Linked DNA regions of Mus musculus: all the other regions are linked to region 3. Evidence: chromatin contacts called from public HiChIP or PLAC-seq and promoter capture Hi-C data. All regions are on one chromosome and are shown on one strand. Each heading gives the region's core, a stretch centred on a gene start, on an enhancer-like site or on the middle of the called end of the contact. The rest is flanking DNA. Distances are from core to core; before and after follow the strand shown.

What was found. Promoter capture Hi-C pulls out the DNA fragments that hold promoters and counts their contacts. HiChIP or PLAC-seq counts read pairs in DNA pulled down with a chosen protein or histone mark.
Region 1: an H3K4me3 HiChIP or PLAC-seq map of embryonic forebrain shows a contact between it and region 3, with 5 times the contacts expected there. The contact joins the promoter of A930004D18Rik here to the enhancer-like site in region 3. A contact is called at or near these places in 5 of 39 promoter capture datasets (the HPC-7 cell line, HPC-7-derived erythroid cells, cranial neural crest and 2 more), 1 of 15 datasets of contacts at CTCF or cohesin (the NIH/3T3 cell line), 4 of 484 Hi-C or Micro-C datasets (CD4 T cells, cranial neural crest, embryonic stem cells and 1 more), 12 of 115 datasets of contacts at active chromatin or transcription factors (the 230-238 cell line, the SCID.adh cell line, bone marrow-derived macrophages and 7 more) and 2 of 9 other capture datasets (adipose tissue and liver).
Region 2: a contact with region 3 is called in a promoter capture Hi-C map of cranial neural crest. The contact joins the promoter of Commd3 here to the enhancer-like site in region 3. A contact is called at or near these places in 5 of 39 promoter capture datasets (HPC-7-derived erythroid cells, cranial neural crest, hippocampal neurons and 2 more), 1 of 484 Hi-C or Micro-C datasets (neural progenitor cells), 2 of 115 datasets of contacts at active chromatin or transcription factors (bone marrow-derived macrophages and stem cell-derived neural progenitor cells) and 3 of 9 other capture datasets (adipose tissue, liver and pancreatic islet).

What each region holds. Positions count from the first base shown.
Region 1 is chr2:18,035,987-18,039,265 of GRCm38.p6, reverse strand. It overlaps A930004D18Rik (RIKEN cDNA A930004D18 gene), which reads left to right and starts at 1,525. Exons shown (of 2, transcript NR_028376.1): 1 at 1,525-1,699.
Region 2 is chr2:18,670,769-18,673,935 of GRCm38.p6, reverse strand. It overlaps Commd3 (COMM domain containing 3), which reads right to left and starts at 1,501. Exons shown (of 8, transcript NM_147778.4): 1 at 1,333-1,501; 2 at 1-41. The coding sequence starts at 1,471. Gm33355 (a long non-coding RNA gene) reads left to right here and starts at 1,532. Exons shown (of 2, transcript XR_374026.2): 1 at 1,532-1,600.
Region 3 is chr2:18,312,470-18,316,095 of GRCm38.p6, reverse strand. The region is part of intron 3 of Dnajc1 (DnaJ heat shock protein family (Hsp40) member C1); the gene reads left to right. Among named protein-coding and RNA genes, the nearest start is that of Dnajc1, 79 kb to the left of the region's middle. Within about 2 kb of position 1,420, at least 2 of the 459 cell types and tissues checked have an H3K27ac peak or open chromatin away from gene starts, as enhancers often do.

The DNA of each region.
Region 1 (3,279 bases), core at 276-2,775, 280 kb after region 3:
TCCCGCGGCCTTTCCAGGGTCTTAGGACCTGGTGGGTCCAAGGGAAAAGCAGCCTGACGCCTGCCTTGCAACCTTTCCCTCTGACACTGCAGCTAGAAAAAAGCAGATTTCTTCTTGAGCCTCCACTGGTGTCAGAAAACCTGGCTTGGGTGGACTGTGAGGGTTTGGACATTAGCTGATGCAAATCACAGGGAAATGTTAATTCCAGTGAGGGAGAAACCCTGTGTTTAGCTATCTTCCTTTCCCTTCTTAGATGGCCCTGCTTCCTTCCGCACTCTCGCTCTCACCAAATTAGCTAGTCCATGAAATCCCCCTGGGTTTAGAGCACTTGTTTCGCGGATTGGCGTACAACCCATATTAACTATGCACTTTCTGCTATTCCTCTTGTGACTGTCCCTGATTCTTCCTTCTTTGCGGAGAGTATGATGCATTTTATTTTAGTCAATCGATGCGCACAAATACTGGGATAACACAACCCACACATCTGCGGTGGAGGCTGCTTTCAAAATTGAGTTTAGGGATCAATACTAAGTCGGAATGCTCCAAATTGCATGAATTCACCAAATTCAAGCCTTGGGCTCCCAAGCCCTTTTCCTGAGTAATTAACACACTCACAGGTTATAGCTGTGCATCTACACTTCCTGCCTCTCTCAAAACAGGATGCTTTCCTCCTGTGTATTTGGCTTTACCTAAAGATCACTTGGTTGCTTTGAAAAACACGACCCCCAAATTAGTGGAGCCAAACCCTGTCACCACCCTTCATGCTGATCTCCTCACCTTATTTTTCTAAGACCTAACAGTAGCACTTAGAAGTGGGCTAGTGGATGCTCCACAAACCTTTGCCCAACTTAATATTTCACTCGTGAGGGAGCAGCCAACACTTGGCTCCCAGGATTTCTAGATCTGTGTGATATTAGAGTTACAATACATGCCAAGCAATACTTTGTTGGATGATGGTTGGTTGGTTTTTATGGCCTGGATCTTAGCCACATAGACTGGTGTCTAACTAGGGGAGATGGACAGCAGTTGTCCTCTGTTGCAAAGGACAGTGAGTTTGACCAGAGACATGATTGGCTTCTGAACAAGAATTAGAAGAGCTTGCAGCCCATTAAGACTCTCTCTCTCTCTCTCTCTCTCTCTCTCTGTGTGTGTGTGTGTGTGTGTACAAACAGGTAGTCTGAAAGAAGTCCCTAAGAAAAACCACCAAAGAAACTAGGTTTATAGTGCATTAGAATATCCCAGTTTTGAAGCTCATGTCTGAGTCTTCCTTCAGGTTAGGTGTCTGGAAGAAGACAAAAGACTCTTGTTCTGTCCCGGGAGGAACTGGGAGTCAAGAAAAGCTTTGAGGTTCTCCAGAAGGAGCCACTCTTCTAATCAGGGCTATCAATATGTCTGTGTTTAACCCTATTGGATAAAGACTTAGTCAGTAGACTTAGACCCTAAAATAGTAGCAGCTTAGCAAGGAGCTCACAGATCTGTCAAAGCCTTCCCAGGCCGGAAGCTGGGGAGGAAGAGAGAGGGAAACGCCATTTGTGTGGCTACCATCCTCTTGACTAAGATGACAAACCAACCATTTCAACAGAACTCTCTTGGAAAGTTACTGAAGAAGCATTCAGAGACACTGGAAGGCTGGAAGAGAATTTCCATCCTTAGTGCTTGCCTCCTTTGGGTTAGCTCCAGGAAAAAACACAATGCTGTGGTAAGTGATGGTCTGTGGTGAGGCACAGAGGGACTGTGCCAAACTTAGCAGCCACCTTGCCCCTCTCCTGTGAAAGTTGGATGTCACACAAATGCATAGGCTACAGCTTGCTCAGGGGCTGAAAGGGCAAACTCCTCAATCTCTGAAACACCCTGGAAGGGCCTGGACTCCTGGATCTGCCAGGAAGAAAAGCATGACTCACACTCATCCTCCTCAAGTTCCCTGTTTTCCCTCCTTGCAGATGAATACCCTGATCCCCTGATCATCAGCAGGGAAAATGTCAAAGGGTAGTTTGCTTCCTCTGCGTTGGGTCCAAAGATGCAGTCCCAAGGAAGGCTAAGCTTTCAGATTTTTTCATCACTACACCTATTTGAATTAAAAACTGTATGTTATAGTAGAAATTGCCATAGACAGGCTTATTCACCCTTTTCCTGTCTGTCTTCCCTTTTTTCTTTTTCCACCCTCTTAGCTCCCCCCATTCTTCCCCCTACCTAACCCTCACACTCAGGTGGAAGCCTTTCTCCTGGAGTGGAAAGAAAGGAAGAGCTAGACTTACAGCAGAGTTGAGAGAGGCAGTATGGAAGCTGTGGTCACTACTGCACTTTCTTGCTGGGATGAAGGGTCAGAGCATCCCAACCTCTTGGCCCTCAAATGCTGAGATGCTCTGCTTTGAGTGTGGCAAATAGCATGTACACCACACCCAAAGAGCTCCATTCCATACACACCCATGCACACGGCTATGGGTCCGACACAGAGTGCATTGCCAGATGCAAATGTACAGAGGTGCTTTTAATTTTGTTCCAAGTGTTACACATCATGTGGCAAATTGGCCTTCAGAAAGCCAATTTTATTTTTTTCTGTTAATAATAAAAGACTTCTTAAACAAGCTTAAAGTATGTGATTGAGAATTAAGAGTGTACATCTTTATGGCTCAAGTGTTTCTTATCTGATTTTAAAAAGAAGACTAATACACTTTTTTTTAAATAAGGAAGGTTTTTTTGTTTTTTGTTTTTTTTAATGGAAGAGTTTGGTTAACGTTAGAACTGTCCAGTGGTTCTGCTGTTCACATGCGTTTAAGAAAATAATAAGAACATTTAAATCCTTTAAAAATCCTTTTACATTTTTAATGGATTGTGAATTTTAAAAAGTAAGCTAGGAAATTAGTCATATACTCTTACCATCTTCTTGATAAAAATTATCTATGAAATGTCCACTTTACCTAAACTATCAGCATTTCATATTATCTTAAACATTTCAACCTGTGTTTGTAGTTGTAATATGAGATTATAGTAAAATACAACGGAAGCATAACTCATTTTGTGAAACTTACATGGGGAGAAAATATTACTTATTTTGCAGGTGGGTAACCGGGATTCTAAAATCTTGTCACTTGCATTAATCTCTTGTTGGTCTGACCTGGTTGAGATCTGACACAACAGAAGGATTTCCAGATGAGTTGGAAGCACCCTGATTGTGAACTTCCCACAACTCTCTGAGCTGAACTTTAGTGTATACTTCAAGACTGGTCTTAAATGTGGTCTTCAATGGGAAGAAAAGTGCAAAAATTTTTTTGTTAAGGA
Region 2 (3,167 bases), core at 252-2,751, 360 kb before region 3:
CTTTAAAACCACTGGGTCGATCTGTTTCAAGTATGGGTGATCTAAAATAAATTAATTGCTAATGATTACAAATCCTTTAGGCCCCTGTTCCTAAGAGGAATATTTGGTTTTGGTAAAACTTCCTCTTTAGAAAATATAACAAAAATTCAATTGTAAATGGATGAGATGAACAAGGTTAACTGCAAAACAATAAAGAGAATACATCAATAATCTGCTGTCACTCTCTTTTCAATTACCTTCTTTTATTTCGTCTTAGTATTTTTTTTTTAAATACCTCAAAGAAAGGGGGGGCAGTGGTTGCTGGATGGACTGAAAGCAAAGGAGAAACTGAAGGTAGTTTACACAGTAAATTTCAAAATGAACAACTTTCAAAAGACATTTTAGAGCAATTGACTCCATGAACATAAATACATCAAAGAAGCTTGATAGGAGGGCATACATTAGCATGCACAACAGAAATATCAAAATCCCATTAATATCTTCAAGTCCCCCCACCTCTCCTCGCTCTCTCTCTCTCTCTCACACACACACACACAGCTTCGAGATAAACCAGGTAGTGGTTAATTGGGGGGGGGGGGGGGCTTTAAGAACAGCTTCCACTTTCATACTTGTTGTCCAAGTATCTAGTATGAAACGGGGGGGGGGGGTGTGGAGACCCAAGGAGTTCTGGAATGTGTTGATAGATTTGAGGGAATTATCTAGAAGTGATTTGTCTTAAAGTACGCTCTTAATCCATTATGACAATTGCAGTCTGCGACCAGACATTTTAAATAGTCTCTCTTCCTGGTAGCCGCTGCAGAACAAAACATTAGGCGCCCTACTTGAGGGTTCTGGACGAATAACCTGGGCTTAACACTCTGAACGCCCGTGCTGGAGTGATCAGAGAATCCGGAGGTGTTCTGTAGGTTGGAAAATGTCAGTGCTGTCTGACCCAGCCATTGCTTCGGAAACTGCCTTTTCAACCCCCTCCAGCCCAGCTGGGGGAGGCTGAATCACAGGACCTCCCCAGTTGAAGTCCAAGTGTCAAAACAGCTGCAGCCTCCGAGGAGGCTGAAAACCCCCACACATTTAGGCCACAAACTAGACTTGAACACGGCTTTACAAAGGAACAAAGAAACAGTCTGGCAGGGAAACCAGGCCAGGAGCGTAGAGCTGGCCCCGTGTAGGTGCCCTGCGGGGGCACAGCGGCGCTCAGGGCCCGCTCGGGTCCCCACAGTCGGGCTGGGCGAAAACCGGGGACTTGCCCGGGCCGGAGCTGTGCCCAAGGCGCCGGGCTGGCGGCTCTGCCGGGCGCCCCTCCGCCCAGGCCGCGGCGGCGGGAGAGCCGCTTACCTAGCGCGGCCTCGTCCGCCCGGGCGTCCAGCAGGCTCTGGAAAGCCGCCCGGAGGAGAAGCGCGAAGGCGTTGGAGTCAAAGGAACCGGGATCCGCCAGCGTCTGGATGCCTCTTTGCACAGACTCCGAGAGCTCCATTGTGAGCGCGCCGTGACCTTCGACACGCACACCACGTGACTCGGGGCGCGCGCCCAGCTGATCGGGCGCGCGCACCCGCGGCGGGGCGGCTCGGGGAGGTTCGGCGACGGCTCGGGACGGTTCGGAGAGGTTCGGGCGACGCCTCGGGGAGGTTCGGGAGGGTTCGGGTGAAGCTCGGGCGGCGGCTGGGCCTCTCGTCTCAGCCGCCCTGCGGGCCTCGGGCGGGACGCGCCGGCCTCTCGCACGGTCTGGGAGGCGCTGGCCTCGGCCGCGGCGAGCGCGGACGCCCATTGGTCCCGCTTGGCGCTCACCTGGGACCGCACCAGCTCTGTCCCCACTGGGCCTGGTGCAGGGAGGCGCGGGAACCCCGCCGCCGCGAGTGTGGCCAGAAGCTGGGCTTCGGGACAACGGGAGACTGAGTGCGTGTGTTAACTCGCCAGCCTGACCCGCAGCGCTGCCCTTTTGTGAGGCTGAGGACATCTTAAATATACCAGTTTTACCTTGTCTTTGTCACTTCAGGAACATGGCAGTAGATTTCTGCGTGATGTGCAGGACACAGGCGGGTGTGTGCACGCCCGGTAGTTAACAATTGGGAGATTAATAAATTATTCATGAACATATTTGACAGGATTATTAAAAAATTTTATATGCTACTGCGAATAAATACCTTTCGAAAGCACTCTGTCATATAAATTCTGTGCTCCTAAACTCACTACGTCCGTGGCTTTAATTACTCAATAGAGTCTTCGTAAATAAATACGAGATACTCATCTAAAGTACGGTTAGGAATGGCAAGATCTTTAGTATAAATGAATTACTTCTTTAGCGACTCATAACTTCAAAGACAAATCCTGTATAAAGTTTAACTTTCTCCTTTTCTTTTTCTTTCTTTCTTTTCTTTTTTTTTTTTTTTAATACGAGGTTGGTTTAGGAGGACAAGAATAGTTCTTTGTTAAGAAAACCCCAAAGTAAGTAAGACACATTAGGCATTTTTTTTAATTAAAAGAATTTGAAAGCTTAAAAAAAAAATCCAGTTTTGAAAGAATGAAGAAAAGGGCCGTAGAGCAAGAATTGTCTTTTACTCTCCCAGAGCAACGACAGTTTCAACTTGAAACACTTTTGTTTTTCCTAATTTAGATGCTTATTTGTGGGGGAATGGTTGTTATTAATGAATAAAGTCAGCATGTCTGAGTGTCATGTTGCACGTTGTCACATTGGACAGTACCCCACTTCATAGTAACAGGCACAATTGGAATGCTTGAGCGTCTAACAAGTTGAATAGCGCTGCTCAGCCAAGCTTTCAAAAGCACGTGCAGTCCCCTCTCTAGGTGAGAACTCACCAGCCTGAAAGGCTTAGAAGTCTCCCAAGGGTTTTCATGGAACAAATACCTATTAATTATGCTCTCTTTCCCCCACCCCTACTTCTCTGCTTCTTTTTTAACCCTCCCCACCCCCCAAAGACAGTTGAAAAAATTCAAGATACTTGATTTGCCCAGGGAATATTTTACAGGAAAGAACAGTGTATATGTTAATATTAACAACACTGAAACATTCTCTTTGTTATATATTTTATGATCACTGAGTGTTACCACTCAGAATTTGAGTTGGTAGCTCTGATCATAGTTTACTATCAAGAAATGAAAAGATAAATGTGTGAGCATGGGCTTTGTAAAGCTGTTTAAAAAGAGAAGAGTGA
Region 3 (3,626 bases), core at 171-2,670:
ATGGGTTATGCCCTGGGAAACAGCCAGTTTTTGATTTTAACCAAATACCCACTCTTGACAGTATATGATAAATAGCCCCATGTATTTGGTGGACCCAGTATTCCCAGACCCCCCTTCTTAAGTGTTTGAGGTTATCATTTTAGTAATTCCTTATGTGTACTTTCCTGATGTTTCTTCACCTCCAGATAATCCAGGTGATAAACTGTTAGAAGACAGAAGTAAAAGATAATTGCCCCTTTTTTCTTGTTTGTTTAGACTTCTTTCCTATGTCTACTACAGTGATTGTATCTGGTAACCTTAGACAAGAGGCAGTCCCTCACTCAGACATGTCTCTGCCCTTTTCAGAAGACCAGTAATAAATGTACTCGCAAGGTGGTTTATAGTGCCTGTGACTTACAGAGGTCTTTCCTGTGCCGTAGAATGTGTGGAATGTCTATCCTGTTGCAAAGTCTTTGGAGATTTTAAAATCATAGAAAGAAACACTTTAAATTATCTTTTGAGACACATATGGTTAATTAAAACAAAAGTTTCTCATATACACACAAAATCATTGCAGGCAAAATAAACTTTTGTTTGTTTGTGTTTGTATGTTTCATTTTGAATTTGTTAGTCTTTAAAGAACAAGCAGCAATAATGCAGGTTGGAGTTCAACAGGTTGATTTTATGAGACAATAGTGGACAACATTGGAAATTTGACTGTGTTGTCTTAAATAAATGCACATTTGAGATTTAAGCAAGCCTAAATATCTGGTTTGTTGTGGGTAGCCAATCTTATAGACAAACTCAGAACTACACAGTGAGAGATTCGGAGTTTTTCTTCAAATATATTGTCTGGAATAATTCTGTGTACTAAAATATTAGCTGCCTTTCCTGGTTCTGTTTAATTTGAATTTTGAATATCCTAGTTGGTCAGGTTGTAATACGGGATTCAAATACTATCTTGAAGCTCTTTGCTTTTTAACAAGGACTGAAATTGGTCCAGGCATTTCCTCTAGTTTAGGTTATCTATCTTGTTGAAAGAAGCTCTGTACATTTATTCTAGTAGATTCCTTTTAGGGAACAGCTAGTTTTGTCTCACACATCAAGAATGTGTTGTAAAGATAGCTTGCTTTATTCTTCCAACATCTTTGCCATCAAATTTTATCTTTTTTGCTGGTTGTTATCTTAGAAGTCAGTAAATTTTGTGATAACTTCTTCTAACTAAAAAAATCATTTCTGTCTTTTCACAGCAAATCACTTCTTACCTATTCATTGTTTCTGTGTTAATATAGACTCCTCTGACATAATCTCTTTAGGAATAGTTCCCTCTGCATTTACTTTCGTGTTAGCAGAGGAAAAAAGAAAAAAAAAACAAAAACCTGACCTGACACTTACACAAACATCTGTAGTATTTATACCCCTTGAGGCACAAGGAACTCTTTTGTAACTGGTTTTCCTTGAGGCAAAAGACTTAACTAATCAAGTTGAGAATAACTTTTCTAAAGCTTGTGCCTGAGGCCAGATGACCTGTGAATATTTAGACACAGGAGAAAGACATGTCTGCAGATATTTTCAGTTTAAGATTCTTAGTTCCTTAAAAGGGAAAGAGTAGTCAGCTATATCTTCTAACACCATCTCATACTGCCCTCGATAAATAAATTTTTCCCATACCATTCTTTATAAATATTATTTGAGCAAGTGCTTTAAGTTTATAACCTAGGCATGTAGTTTGGTAAGTTATCTTGGAAGTGTTTTCTGTGTTTTTCTCCAGAGATGTAATTATATTTTTTATTGAAATTAGATAAATTGCTTATATTTTTGTGAGAAAGGGAATAACAATGCAGTAAATACGTTAACAAATGGAATAGCTTATTTTCTTCAGAAAATGATATGTTTTATTTTGTTTTGTAATGGTATAAATTAGATGTAAATTGCATCTTATGAAAACCGCCACTGTAAGTGTGTAATCCAGAGACGTGTAATAACTGTATGGACCTCAGTATATTCTCCCCACAACCCAGTCTTTAAACATTTTCATCCTCAAAAAGAATGTATCCCAAGCCCATTTATAGGCAATTCCTGCTCTGAGTTCCATTCCTAGGTAATCAGAGATCTGTTCAGTGTGTTTATCAGTTTGTTCTGTTCATTTCATAGTGACAGAATCACGCAGTGTCTAGACCTTTGCATCTGATTCCTTTCATTTAGCATTACATGTTTTTAAGTTTATTCATACTACACTACATCCTAATGCTTTATTGTTATTACTAAATACTATTCCATTGTGAGGATATTTTTGTTTATCCATTCATCATTTGATGGACCTCTGGCTTTTAACACTTTGCATAGAAGATGCTGTAAACATTAGCATAAAATTCTTTTTATAGACCTAAGTTTCATTTCTTAGATAGAACAAATTCCTAGAACATTTGGAAACTTTAACTGCCCCACTCCTCAAAGGCATAGATTATAACTTGAAAATAACAGATTTTCCTGGTGAATGAAAGGAATCCTAGCACAGAATTCTTACCTAAATTCCATAGCAATTGTACTCATTTGAAGGATTAGCAGCCTGTGATCCAAAACGAATTTCTATACAAGGTTCCTAAGATTTTACATAACGATTTGAAAACTACTTACTACCTGTGTATTAGATTATACTTAGATAATATTAGCCTGTGTAGTTGTGCTTTAAAACTATTATAAATTTTAACAAGTATTTTTCCTCTTTTTCTTTTTTTTGGTGGGGAGGTCCTTTTTGGGGGAAGAGGGGGTTTTGAGACAGAGTCTTTTTATGTAGCTCAGACTGGCCTTAAACTCTCTGCCTACCAAGTACTGGGATTAAAGCTGTGTGCCCACACACCTGACAAACTAGTATTTCTATTAATTCAATTCTGTAACTTAAATTTTCCTTTGTCTGTTATATTACTACATTTTTAAAGCCTTAGACATTTTTTAGTTTACCAAAGAAAATCATGTCTCATACAAATACTTTTTAAATTGATAATGTAATATGCTATTTGACGGAAGGCATTATAACTTTTGGGAGATCATAGTTATATGTGTATCTTAATTGTGTGAAAAGATATCTATTTTAAAACAAAACAAAAAAACAAATACTTTTTAAGATGTGATGTTAACTTTAATTTATAAAAACTTTTATAAATTACAAATTACTTTAAAGTTCATTAGAGATCTGTTCAAATCTGAGAATAAGAAATCTAACTTAGGACTTTCTTTGAATGAAGTTGTAAGGCACATATACATTATATAAAATGCTATGTATTATGGTAGATTTGCCACACACACAGAGATCAGCTAATTTAGTGTTGTTTCTTGCTTATATAACCTCTTTATTAATGATTTTTACTAGAAGGTTTAAAGTCTGACCTAAATGAAAACTATGTTATTTTTAAACTAAAATTTTAAATTCTGCAGAATAGAAACATTTTAACAAATTCTGTAGCATAGTAATTTTAACACATGCTAGAATAATTTATTCATGTTTTACTTGTTAAGATTTTCATTTTTACTTTGTTTCTATTTTACTGTTTCTATTGCTAATTGCTACTCTAATGTAAATGTTCTCTGCTGGTAGTTTAAGATTATTTTAAGTTGGTTCTCCAGTATTTCTAGCAGGCAGGTGTGTG